Linked DNA regions of Dromaius novaehollandiae: region 1 is linked to region 2. A link is a contact called in public Hi-C data. All regions are on one chromosome and are shown on one strand. The core of a region is the stretch at or near the end of the contact, and the rest is flanking DNA. Distances in the headings are between cores, read along the strand shown.

What was found. A called contact is a pair of places that touch in the nucleus more often than the background predicts.
Region 1: a contact with region 2 is called in a Hi-C map of liver, with 5 times the contacts expected there. The contact joins the enhancer-like site here to the promoter of FLRT2 in region 2. A contact is called at or near these places in 2 of 4 Hi-C or Micro-C datasets (brain and liver).

What each region holds. Positions count from the first base shown.
Region 1 is chr5:23,074,145-23,080,661 of bDroNov1.hap1, forward strand. No RefSeq gene overlaps it. Among named protein-coding and RNA genes, the nearest start is that of SEL1L, 640 kb to the right of the region's middle. Within about 2 kb of position 2,512, at least 2 of the 2 cell types and tissues checked have open chromatin away from gene starts, as enhancers often do.
Region 2 is chr5:22,174,612-22,180,980 of bDroNov1.hap1, forward strand. It overlaps FLRT2 (fibronectin leucine rich transmembrane protein 2), which reads right to left and starts at 3,463. Exons shown (of 3, transcript XM_064512222.1): 1 at 2,021-3,463.

The DNA of each region.
Region 1 (6,517 bases), core at 1,262-3,761, 900 kb after region 2:
TGGTTGGGTCAACTCCGCATTTGTAATGCAGTCATCTCCTCAACACCCTAGTGCTTTCTCTGCAAATACAGACAAAAACTAGCAGGTCAGTAATGGAGAAATGCTCATCTGAGTGAAGAATGACAACCTTATCAAGCTCTTAAAAGTCCTATCTGATCCATTCAAATACAGTCTCTGCATTGGAAATAGCATCCAGGTGCCTAAAGAGAGGAAGGCCTGAAACTGCCAAACCATTTACTGCAGTAAAAATAAGTGAAAAACAAAACTAAACACAGTTGCTTGCTAAATTTAGCTGAGTCTAAATGCAGCTGGGTTGTGAATAAAGGCCAGAAGTGGCAAGGGGAATGGGAGCAACTGTATCACCTCCCACTGAGAATGCAATTAATGGAGGCAGCTGCAGTACAAAACTAAAACAAAACTAAAAATCTACACTGCTTCCAGTGTGATGCCCTCTGAGAAAACTTCTCTCTGGATTCTACACTACTTTTTTTGTTCTTAAAATAGATTCTTCTCCATACTGCATGTAATTACATATAGAAACAATAACTAAGACCATGCTGGGTTCTTCTGTTTTCAGGTCAGGAGGATGTTTACTCAAAGTTGGACAACAGCAGACACCTTTCTGTGCCTCAGCTTCCTTCAAGATGTAAATACAGAGAGATACCCACGTTCTCCCTCTGTTATATTCATGAAAATGTGAATGCAGGAGAATCTTTATCTGACAGAGGTCACAATCTCACTGTGGTTAATGATGACTTTGCCGTATTAGATCTAAAGTACTGTACAAAGTACACACATGTTTCATAAAAGACAATGTACATACAGGATGCTGTTGTCTTCTCTCCCAACTTGCTGTTAGCAGCAGTGAACTGCTCAAGTTTTAGGTTAGACTCTGTAGACAGATTAATTTCACAAAAATATAAAAGCTGTGTTTTTTTTAAACTCACCAAAAAGGAAAATAAAGCAAAATCATAGGATGTAGAAATCTAACTTACTTACATTTTTCAAAAGATTTTATATACTTAAATGACATTTTTAAAAAAGATCATTCTGCTCTGTACATAAAATGCTGTTATTTTAGGAAGCAATAGCTTGTCAGGTACATATGCTGCTGCATTCTTTTTGCCTCCTGTAGCATATTAAGAGTAAAATCAAGAGTAAGCCCTTTCTTAAAAGCAAATGAAACAAGTAGCAGCAAGGTTAGCTTCCAGGTAGCCTACAAGGCAAAATTGCAAAACTGATATGCTACTGAATCAGAAGAGAAAGCAAGGTACTGCAGAAGTGCAGCTCACTAACTTAATTGTGTAAACTCAGTGTCATGGGTAACACAGAAGCAAAAAACATGAAAACAAAGAGATAAAGTACATCTATACTGTATCACAGTTATTTTAAAAATCATCATATAGAAGAGGGAGTTTAGGTTGTTTCTTTAAAGAAATACACAAACGTACGCACATATATATGCATCTCTGTGTGTAGAAAGAAACACACAAACATTCACAAGTATATATGTATCTCTGTGCATGTGCAAAGAAAGAACAAAGGAACAGGAAGAAGGCTTGTGATTCTGCGGTGTTGTGCCCGGAGGTATGAAACCCAAACTGTCTGGCTGTGAGTCACAAGCCCAGCACCGCTAGCGGGGATGCTCCCGCAGCAGGAAGCTGCCAGTGCTGCCTTCCTTGCTGGATATGGCTCTGAAGAGCTGCAGCATGCTGTGCAGCAGTGAGGATGGAGCCTGCGCCTGCCACAGACCTGCTGTAAACCAGCTGGAGTTTCACTGAGATGTCTTTACCCTAACTTATTGTTGAGCATTGTAGGTCATTCAAAGCAGAAAAGGGGAAAAAGAAGGGGCTGGAAAGGAAAATGGGAAAAGCTAGTGATTTTCTGTGTTTCATGTATATTTTTCACATAGGCATGAATACTTCAAATGAGTGAGAAAGGGACATTCATAGTCTATCAAGGGAAGTGCAGTGCAAGATAAGTGTAGCATGTGTTATTATTGATGCAGAAAACCTGTCATCTATTGGGGGAGTTATCCACAACATTGTTTGTGGGTATAGTTCAATCAATAAATACCTGAATTAATCTTCCTGTTGCAGTCATGTTATACTGCTTGATAGTCTTCTCCAGATGTCCTACTACCTTTCTAGGCCATGATAGATTGGCCCATCTCATGTTCTAGTCTGCATTGCACTGATCTTGCCTCCTACCGTAATATTCCCACCTCCTCCCCCCACCACAAAGCCATTTCCCTTTGGCTTTCACGGAAGTCATTCATTGTATCAGCAGCTCCCTTTTAATCAGAGCACTGCTTCCATCTGAACTAGCTGGTTAAATGACTGAGGGTCCATTAAGTGAATTATTTCAAGCTCTCTCCCCTTTCACAAATCTGCCCCTAAAGCAACACAGCAAGTAATAAATTTGAAGCGCCTCTCAGTACGGTGAGAGAAGCAGACTGCACTTTACAACTAGCAATTAGCCTTAGGGCTTCAGGTATTTTTCTTTTCTCACTGCAACTGAACTTTCAGGAAGTGCTGGGAAAACAGTTTGAAAAAAAGGAAAATACAGCCTTGTCCAGAATGCCCTGTTCTGTGCCTGACTCTGCTAGCTTGTCGTTATTCTCTATCCCCTGATTTATGGCATCCTAACATAAGGTAATATTCAGTAACATTTCCTATTGCCTCATTAATGGAGCATTCTGGGAAATTATGGTCCAACAAGAGCAACTATCAGATACCCTCATTGCCATCTCCACAAACCTGTTATCTTTTTCTGCCCACTGAGAGTCATGTAGAGCTATGGAAAATACAGGAGGTGCATAGGACAGGGATGTACAAAGTGCATTTTGAGAACTAAATTACCTTGTAATTTTATCATAATAAATGATAGGGTTTCTGTGTTATGGCTATGCAGCATAGTGATGGCAGTCAGAACAACCCTAGAAGTGTGTGATGTAAAATCTTCTTTAGCTGTATCATGTCCTGTAGTTAAGCCGTCTGGTCTCAAACAGTAGGATTCAGACAGAATCACAGACCAGTTTCTTACCTATTTAATAGTTACATGCTGTGAGCAAAATTTAGATTACTACACTAGCTTCTTTCTCTTTAGCTCAGCATTCTAATTTGTCACTTTTTTCCCATTTTCTTCTTTTTTTACCAGAATTTATTTATTTTGTAGTTTTTATTATCCAACCTTTATTATGTCAACCTTCTATCAACCTTCTCCCTCTCCCTTCCCACTTTTTCTTTTCTTTTCTCCTCCACCCCAGGATTATGCAGGTGAGAAGAATTGCATTATCTCTCTTTTGGCTACATCCCGCTTCATCCTTCTCTGTTTCTTTTTCCAGCTCAATTCATATGCTTTGTGATACAGCTTTTATCAGCCTCACACGTACTGTTGCTATTGCTTGTTCCCAATCATCTGTTTATATGTCATCAAGTACAGCATGTGCCCTTGGCAGAACATCTGCAATTACTAGACAGTTTCTCATCTAAAAACGTAGGGTGTTACCAACACTGATATAATTGAACTGAGCTATACCTATGGACTGTGATTAGGTCTTTCCTCTGTGACAGAGACTATAAGGAACAACAAGAAGCATGGCCCTGTACAGTATGCTGAAGGAATAGGTGATGATTTCTTAGCAAGGCTTAACCGAGTGTAGACCGGACTTAATGTGTTATAGCCATTTAGCTTTGCTGTCACTAGAGAAAAAGTTGCCCACATAAATGAGAGGGAGAGGAGTTTGACTGGGCATTGTGGTTGGTAGTTTGTTGTGGAAGAAAGGACACTTAAGAAAAGTGAGTGCTACTTTAAGTGTTATTTTTCTCAGTTGTCAGTGATTTACTTTTTGCCCATGATTTACTTTGAGAGATATTGTTCGGATGACTTTCAATCTCAAATTAAGTTATTGTTAATGCAATACACAAATGCTTCCCTACTTACACTGGAAGTTGCTAGCAATGATCACTGCTATTTAGAAATGGAACTATTAACTACTGGCATCCTTTTCAGGTTATTACTTACCACAGAGTGGGTAGTAGGATTGAGTAATTTGTGAACACCTCTTAGCCAAGAGCTGTAGATACCATGCTGTTTTACATACAATAAAGATAGAAATAGCAGCTGTGTAAAGACAGTCCAGTTCAGTACAAGGTGCTCAGCACCAAAGCAGCGTCAGGGTTCAGACATAGCATTTTCCTGTTAAAAGGTTTTCTCAAGTCACCCTTGCAACTGAAAGAGATTAGCAGACCAACATGTGGCCAGAAACATTTCGAGCTTTGAGATGCTATTGGCCAACAACACAGACTCAGGTAGGTTGGAGCTGTCATTGTGAGTTTCAGTGCATGTAGGAATAGTTCATACGTAATTATATGTATACATACTTACAATGGGTGAATCACTGCTTTGACTAAGTAAGCTGACTGTGCTGAAGTCCTTGGGTTTGACAGTAAAGCACATGTGTTTCATATAGTTTTGCCCTTCTGAACATTTGTTTTAAGAACTGAAAAGAATCATAAGACAGAAGTGGTAGCTCTGAGGCAACTTTTGAGACAAAGCATTGTATTTTGTTTCATCAGCTGTCACTTCAGACATTTCTGAAGGAGCTTCCCCACCATCTGCCCTATCAGGGGTTCATTTAAATTGGGGAATTCCTAGAGAATACTTGTTGTGACTGTCACTACAACTCTGTGTTTCACCCGGGAGAATATGATTCAAAAATACCAGATAATGCAGAGCTATTAGAGGGCCTTCATTTGTGTGACAGAGGAGTTGAGCTGGGAGAAAAGAGGCAACGGATTGCTCACGGAACTACAATGAGGAATTGTTTCACTTCATTTTTGAACTGTGTTTTGTCATCCCTGTTTGAGTGTAGCAGTGGCAGTGGGGCACACAAGAGGTGGTTTGAGAGTGTTATAATTTTGTGGTATGTTGATTCATAGGTCAGCTGATCTGCAGCAGACTTTTCTGAGATCTGCCCAGTTGCCAGTATTTATGATTTAGGCTGATCCAGCTTGCAGGTCTGCAGCAAGATTTCTTCCATTGCTATCTGGATAGAGGTTCTTCTTTTCTGATGCTTGCAGGTCTGAGAGAGAGCTCCCAGGTGGCTTTTAAGCTTTTACATCTCCCTGTCATTAATTGTAATTGATTAGCTTTCTTCTTCTGACACATTCCTGGTCAGCTCCACCACATCTTTCTTTCCTCTTATGCAATGACTTTTTCCCCTTATCTCTGTTAGAAATCACAAGTGGCAGGTGTGAGAGTAAAGAGTTTCCTCGATGAACTCAAGCTTTTCCATTACTACCTAAATCTCCTGACCTTTAAGAAACCTTGGTTTCTATATCTGTCTTTCCATCTCCTTTTTCGCTGACCTCCTGCTCCTTAGGACTCCAGTAGAGTTCAAGTATTTATCATCACCTACCCTCAGTCCTCTCTTCACTAGCTCCCTTTGCTTTCTGCATTCACAGTGGTTGCAAGTCTGTCTAGTTTTACTGCAGAGTTTCCAGTTGTTACCTCTGCCTGCAGTTTCGTTCTCCCCAAGGGGAGACACGTTTGTCCACCTCTATAGCTCTTATGCATATATTCATTTTTGTTTCTCAATAGTTGTATTTTCTGTTCTAGCATTCTTTTTGTTTGTTAATTTATTTTATTCATTTCTGACCAAGACAAAACATTTTATCAGCTCACATTTGTTCTTATCACTCATTCTCCTCCTCTTTTCACCCATTTGATGCTCCTCTCTCTTAGCAATTACAGATCTAACTTTATGCAAGAAACACTGAAGCACAGCACACTGGAAGGACTGCAGTTCACCACTGACTGCACAAACAAGACTGCTGCAGCTACATATGTATATATGTGTGTGTCTGTGTGTGTATATATGTATGTATGTATACATATATACATGTATATATATATGTACCCCTGACTACCTCAGCATCAGCAACTGTCTTCAGGGCAATGATTTGGTAATCTTCCAGTCACCCAATGTGTCATCTGAAAGGTAGCTCTATAGTCCTTTCCCTTCCTTGGTAGGAGGATATTTTTATTATTACTCAAAATTTCAATTTATAAATATCATAATGTTAGAGGAGCTGGCTTCTACTCAGGTTGCAGTCATTATCTTCCACTTACATAAAAGTACCACTTTGGATCCCCAGTAGGTAAAGCAAATCCTCATCCCTTGTTCTGAACTGTGGACTGAATAATCAACCTATACAAAATAGCTACTCACTTAGAATAATGTTGAAAATCTGGAATGTTTTATTGCTGCTGTATGTTCCTCAGTAAAGGCTAATTTCAGGCCCAGCAGAGACTATTATTCACTGGGGAATGAACTGTTGCTCATGGTCTACACACTATAAACTAGTTACGTTGTAATTGTCTTCCTGCTGCTGCTTTTACTCATGAAGTAGTCCCAGTGGGGCTGCTCACAAGAGAAGTGTTCCTCAGTCATAGAAGGGATGGCAGGATCAGACCTTTAGTTAGGTAGTATAGTAGATCTACCTAGTGTAGC
Region 2 (6,369 bases), core at 2,213-4,712:
GCTCTCCACCAACATGGCGTTATTTCATGTGCAGCCGCCGCCGAACCCGCCCCCTCCTCTCCTCCCTTCTTCTCTCCCTCTCCTTTTCCCCGGCGAACTTTTAGGTAGGCAGTAGCAGCACGGAATAAATGTAACAGGATAAAGGCAAGTCCAGCCCTCGGGGAAGAGATGGACCTCCTTTAATATTCCGTCTGATTTCTATGATCACTCAGAAAGACTAAAACTGCTGGAGAAACCACCTTTTCCCCCAAAGTGCTAACAACCTTCCCCCCGCCCCATACTAATGTCTCCTTCAGCACCTTTAGAGAGTGTGTGTGTGTCCGTGTGTGTGTGCGCGCCCGTGTTTGTGTGTGTGTGTGTGTGCGTGCGTGCGTGTCTGTGTGTGTGTGTGTGTGTGTGTGTGCGTGCGTGTCTGTGTGTGTGTGTGTGCGTGTGCGTGTGCGTGTGCGCGCGCGCGCGCCTGTGTGTGCGCATTCCAGGTTGTCTGCGCTTGTTTCGGGGTAACCCTTCCCCCGCCGCCCCGCTGCCTAGTAAGCTCCTGCCTTGTTCTGACAAGTCCAGGTAAAGACAGGACTATGTAATTCCGAGGAGCATTTGAGCGATAGGATAGAGTCGTCAAGGTAGGACGTGGGGTGTGCGAAGAGATGTGAAACTACCTAAAACTCCTCCATTATTAAAGAAAACGCACAATACGACTTTTGCTGCGAGTTACTTTAAGAGAGGGGATGGGGAGGGACGGAGGAGAGAAGAGGCGAGCTGATCAATGCCATGTGTCGAGGAACTAGAAGAGGCAGCAGAAACGCCTCGGGGTTTGCTTCCCCCTCACCCCTGGCTGCACACTAGCTTGGATTTTCTGCTCAGCCGTACCTCAAAAGCTGAATCACTCGCCATTGTCCCGCACCTCCTTCGCCACTCACTCGGGGAGGGCTAAGTTATCCCCGGCTTCAGAGGCTGGCTCGGCCGTGCCGGGGAGCTGGGCGCGCAGCCCGGGGCGGGGGTCAGCCCGGCGCCGTGCGTGCCCGGCGCGGGATCCTGCGGCCCGGCCGCCCCCCGCCCTCCGAGGGGCATAGGAGTGAGCCGGGTTATTCATAGCGCGCTCAGATGCCGAGCCGCGCCGTGCTGCCTGCCCGCTAGGAGAGGTTGCCCCAGCGCGGTGCCGCCCAGCTCCTCCGCCTACGCGGATGCGAGGGGCAATGGCGGGGGGCGCGGAGGGGGAGCGCAGGTAGCCTGGCATTTCTCGGGGGACTCGGCGAGACCCCCCGCTCCCCCCCATACCGGTGCCTCGTGGGGCCGGGGTCTGCTGCAGCACCCCGGGATGGAGGGGAGGCCGGTGCGCTCCGCACGACTCGGCCAGCTCGAGGGGGAGCGGGTCTGAACGGCGCCGGCCCGCGGAGGCAGCCGACCTGCCCGGCAGGGACGAGGCAGCTCTCAAGTGGAGTCTCTGCCCGCAGATCCCAGCTGGACCCCAGGAATGAAAGGAGCAGGAGCCCCGTAGGGGTCCAAAGGCGAATGAACAATCTCTTTCAAAGGTTGCTTTGGGTCCTCATTTTTAAGACCTGTCTTCTTTTGCTGTTCCTCTTTTTCTATTTTTTCTCCCTGCATACTTTTCAAAGCACCTCCCTGCACATGATTTATACCTCCTTCCCGAAGCTGATGGACAGCCGGTGCAATTTACCCTGACAAATTCCCCCTTCTAAACCTTCCTCATCCTCTCTCCACCCGTCCTTTCTTTCTCTGCGTTCCCGGTATTAGTATCCTGTCGATAACACATAAAACAAAGCAGATGTGGGCCGATCACAAACATTTCTGCCCCCCCCCGTCACGGAGTAAAGTGGGAACGCTAAAAAACTTCTGCAAGGCTGCAGGCTGCTGCCATGCCCCAGAGTCTCAGAGAGAGACTATCCCTCTCTGCCTCCGGCCCCCTACTCAGCCCGCACATCAAATTAGAGGAAGATACTCAGGACACACTTTGGTCAAATCAAGATCGTGTCAGTCGAAAAGTGACTTAACTAGCCATTACCTGCTTCCGCTGAGGTAGGTCCTTCTCGGAGATCACCCAAAGCCCACCGGGTCAGGCAGGTTGAAAGGGGAGAAGGTGGCAGAACCGCTGGGCTCCGGCATGGTATTGTTTTAAGGATCACCACCAAGGTCTCTTTTTTCCATAGCTGCCAATGCTAACCATCACCCAAGGTTGCTCTCAAGGCAAAGAGGAAGGAAATTTGCTTTCCAAGCTGCTGTCCAGCCGGTCATTTAGCCCTGGCACCCCACTGATGACACTGAAGAACGGCCGGCTCAAGTGGTTAAACGCCTGGTAATTTCCTTTCGGCCCTTCCCCTGGCGACTCCGGCGCAACGCCACAGCGCGATCTTATCGACGTGTGATCATTATTCACTGCTGACAACCAGAGATGCAGAGCTCCTAAGTGAGGGTGACAGATTTCAAACGTGTGGCTGCAGCGTACCGAGCCTTAGACATATTCTTCCTCAAACTTTGCCTAGCAAGCAAGTCAGCGGCTTAACCCTTTACAGGCCTTTCTGTCGCATGGGCACTGAGACCTCAGCCCGTGTGGGAGTGCTCATTTGAGAGCAATCACAACACACACAGTTGCTTGGCTGAGGACTTCTCATTACGTGCCAGTTTCTATTCTTGGTTATTTTCAATTGAAACAAATCAGAAGCATCAACTCTGGGGAGCAGTTGGAGAGCTGGATATTTCTCCTCGGTGGTTAGGGGCTGGAAAAATCCCCACAGCAAGGGAGATCTCTTGGGGACTTACCTGTGGTCCCTACTTTGTCAGAGTCTGGTATGCAAACTGTCATACACAGCACTCTAAAATCTCTCGCACATGCATACACAGAGCTTCTGCGCTTTCCTCAGCATGATGCAGCTGAAAGTACAGATCTGAAAGTGCTATTTCACTCAGACCTTCCGATTCAAGTCGTTTGCAGGTTATCAATAACAACAGAGAAAGGAGCAAGCCAGAAAGAAATGTATTGCCATGGGGAAAAAAAATGAAAGTCTTTTTCACAGATGCACTTTGTAGTCAAAGGAAATATTTACCACCAGCAAACTCCAGCATGTCAGAACATGTTTCCTCCGAAGCAGAAAAAAGTCTTAAAATGAGAAAGCAAGCATGTGCAATCCAAAGATGAAATGAAATGCACGAAACCTTTCCAAACTCAATACCACTGGCTTGGCGCCTGATGGAGAGACGACGCTGTCAGCACTTGTAACACGAAGATGTAGGCATTAGCGAACTCCGTTGGTTTTCTATTATTCATTTATAAATATTTTTTTCAGTAAATTATGCTGTTTCTGCTCCCTTCTCTGCCTCCATAAAGAGGGGGGACCTCTAATTGCAGCTGAATGACAGTCGGAGCCTGGATGTGGGATGGTCTGCAGGGAGTTCCTTCCAGAGCCCCAGCCTTGCAATGGTCACACAGCAGAAAGGACACAGAGGCAGGCTGGTGCGCACGAAGGGGATCTGATTTCTCTCTTCATTAAAGGTATAAGATAAGACCGGACAAAGACAGAGAAGAATCATGTAATAAGCAAATGGTCAGAAAACATTACTTGCTTCCCCCCCGACATTTCTAAGTTTCGAAAAGGCAGACAAACCTCCTCTGAGAAATACCTCCTCTCCCCCTTCCCCCCCCAAAGAGCCTTTATTCTTGTCCTGTTTATAATAACTGATGACATAAGTGGAGAGGGTGATTAGGCTTGATCGATTCAGGTTACACAGTCAGGACTACCGTTTCCACTGTCCCGCTTGCGTGCAAAGTGGCAACCTCGTAAACTGGAAGCCCCCGCAGCTGGCTGCGCGCGGAGCCCGCGGCGGGCGGAGGGACGGGCGGCTGCCTGCACGTCCTCGCGCTCGGCCAAGGGGGCAGCAGAGCCCAGCGCTCCGCTCCGCCGCCCGGCAGCGCCGCAGCCGCGCTGCCGCCTGCCCGAGGGCTGCTAGCACAACTGCCTGGCAAAACTTCCCCCATTTTCTCCCTCCACCACGTTGTGTTTAAGCTGCTCCCCCCCTTCAATTATTAATCTTGGCTATAGTCTGATTACTTGTAGTTTAAACATTTTTTCTCTACTATAAATGTGTGGAGCGTTTTTTTTAACAAACTGCTTTGCATGGTTGAAAGCCCGTAAACTGAAAGGAGAATATAGAAATATATTCTCTTTAAATTGTCTGTGATCATACAAGATGGCTAGCCTGGAGTGATGGTCCAGTGATCCATAATACAACCTCAATTATTGTAAGAGAATGTGAAATAGTATAACATTAAAAAAATCACAAAAATAAAAGCGACCTTTCATCACAAATGTCTTTTTTTCAGCTGTATTGTTAGAACGATATATGCAGCTTGCAAGAGACAGGGTAGAAGGAGCTAGAAGTATTTCTGTAACTGGAAGGCTGGTCTAAAGCATACTGAATAATTTCTATTTGTGTCAACAGACTTTGGATTAGGCCTTAAATTCACACAGTAGACAGAATGAAAAATTACAATATGAATTCTTCACCAAATTTTTGGTAAAATTGGGAAGGGAAGGGAAGGGAAGGGAAGGGAAGGGGAAGGATAGGGACAAGGAACTTTAGAAAATCTTGATCTTAGATTGATTTTGTCTAGCTTATTTCCTGGCTGTATTTAACGGACACAAAAGCATATGTGATGACAGACCAATAGTTTTTCAGTCATGATTATATTCTATTTTGAATTCTAGAAAAGATGAAGAGTTAAATGTGTTCTATGGCAACTTAAAACAAATGAATTACTTTGACTAGAACTACACTAGACTAGGGAAAAAACCCACACTCAACATATTTTCTCTGAGCTCTCACTTCTATTGTGAGCTTAAAATGTAAATACCATATTGGTTCTGCAACCAAGACTTCAATACAATTTGTGATATGACTCTCAAATGGTAAATTTCTACGATTTTGGAGTGCAGGGATTGGATTTTATTTCTAAATAAAATTAAACAGTAACAAAACAAAAATACGTCATCAGCCTGTCCTCATTTTTGAGTGTCTCACCAACTCTTCTTTCCCTCCTCCTTTCCCCTCAGCCGACAACGCCTTCTGGTTTTTGACTTGTATGTGTTTTTAGGTACCACCTTGTAATAGTATGCATAGTGCCTTGGGGTGCTGCACTTCATAGCCTTGACCTAGTAGAGGCTCTCCTTTCTTTACTCCAAGGGATTTCTGCATTTAGCTTTTGACGGTATCATGACAAACTGTTTCTAAGAGTTGCCTTTGGCCATCCTTCACAGATGTGTCCCAGGAGACAGAGGAACCTGGGAGTCTTGTAGATCTCTTTTTGTCTTTAAGCCTGAGGAGGATATTTCAAAGTTTTCTGTTTGCAACCTCTTTGTCAAGTTGATTTCCAGTGAAACCAGGAAATAAGCTGGTCAAAATTTGCTGAAAAATCTCACTTTTCCTTTCCTTATGAACACCTTAGAGACTCTTGTCAAATATGGTTCAAATCACAAATAGAGCCATCTAGATGCCATCTGATGGCAGACACTTTGGAAACAGATAAACAGGTAAGTCAGGAAGTCTTGACTATAACATTTTATTGTACTTTAAAAGCAAAAAAAACACCCCTCTTTCTGACCATGCTTTGTGACCAAAGTAAACTATGACAAATCATGTTGCATGTTGTGCTTTCTCATTGCAAATAAAGAGATCGTAGAGAAGAGAAAAATTCTACAGATAAATTGTCAGTTGCTCATCTTAATTTTTATGCTGAAAACAGCTGCACATATACAGAATAATCCAGCCAACAATTAATTGCATCTGATCAAATTTAGGTCATTTAAATGGCTAAATCATAAGGGGCATATGAATGTGGTGGTAATTTAACATTGCTATGCGTTGGCTGTTTTTTCATGTATGCAAAATATGAGGCAAAAAATGGAAGGACAAGAAAAGCATTTGGCTGAAATCAACACACCTGAGAAAAAAAGAAAGCTTATTTATTATTGCCTAACTGCTCACCACAGTGGGACTGGAAAGCGTAAGTAAAACTTTGTGAATAGCATAAAAATGATCCAGGTAAGTTGTTTCTTTAACAGACTCTAAACAAAATCATTAAGGTCCTTTTCACCATCACAGCCAGACTTTGAAATAAAGGAAAATTTTCCATCCCTGGTTCTGTGACTGAACCTTTACCCTTTTGGAAAACAATCTACACACTTCGATCAGACACATACTCTGGCTGCACTATATAGAACTGAAAAAACACCTCCGTGAAATTCACACAGCATTCATTTATGCATTCATCCCTCTTCTTTCATTTTAAGGGGAGAAGGCTAGAAGGCGGGCTATCAATCTACTCCAGAAACAGCATCACTTGCTGATCACAAGGCCATC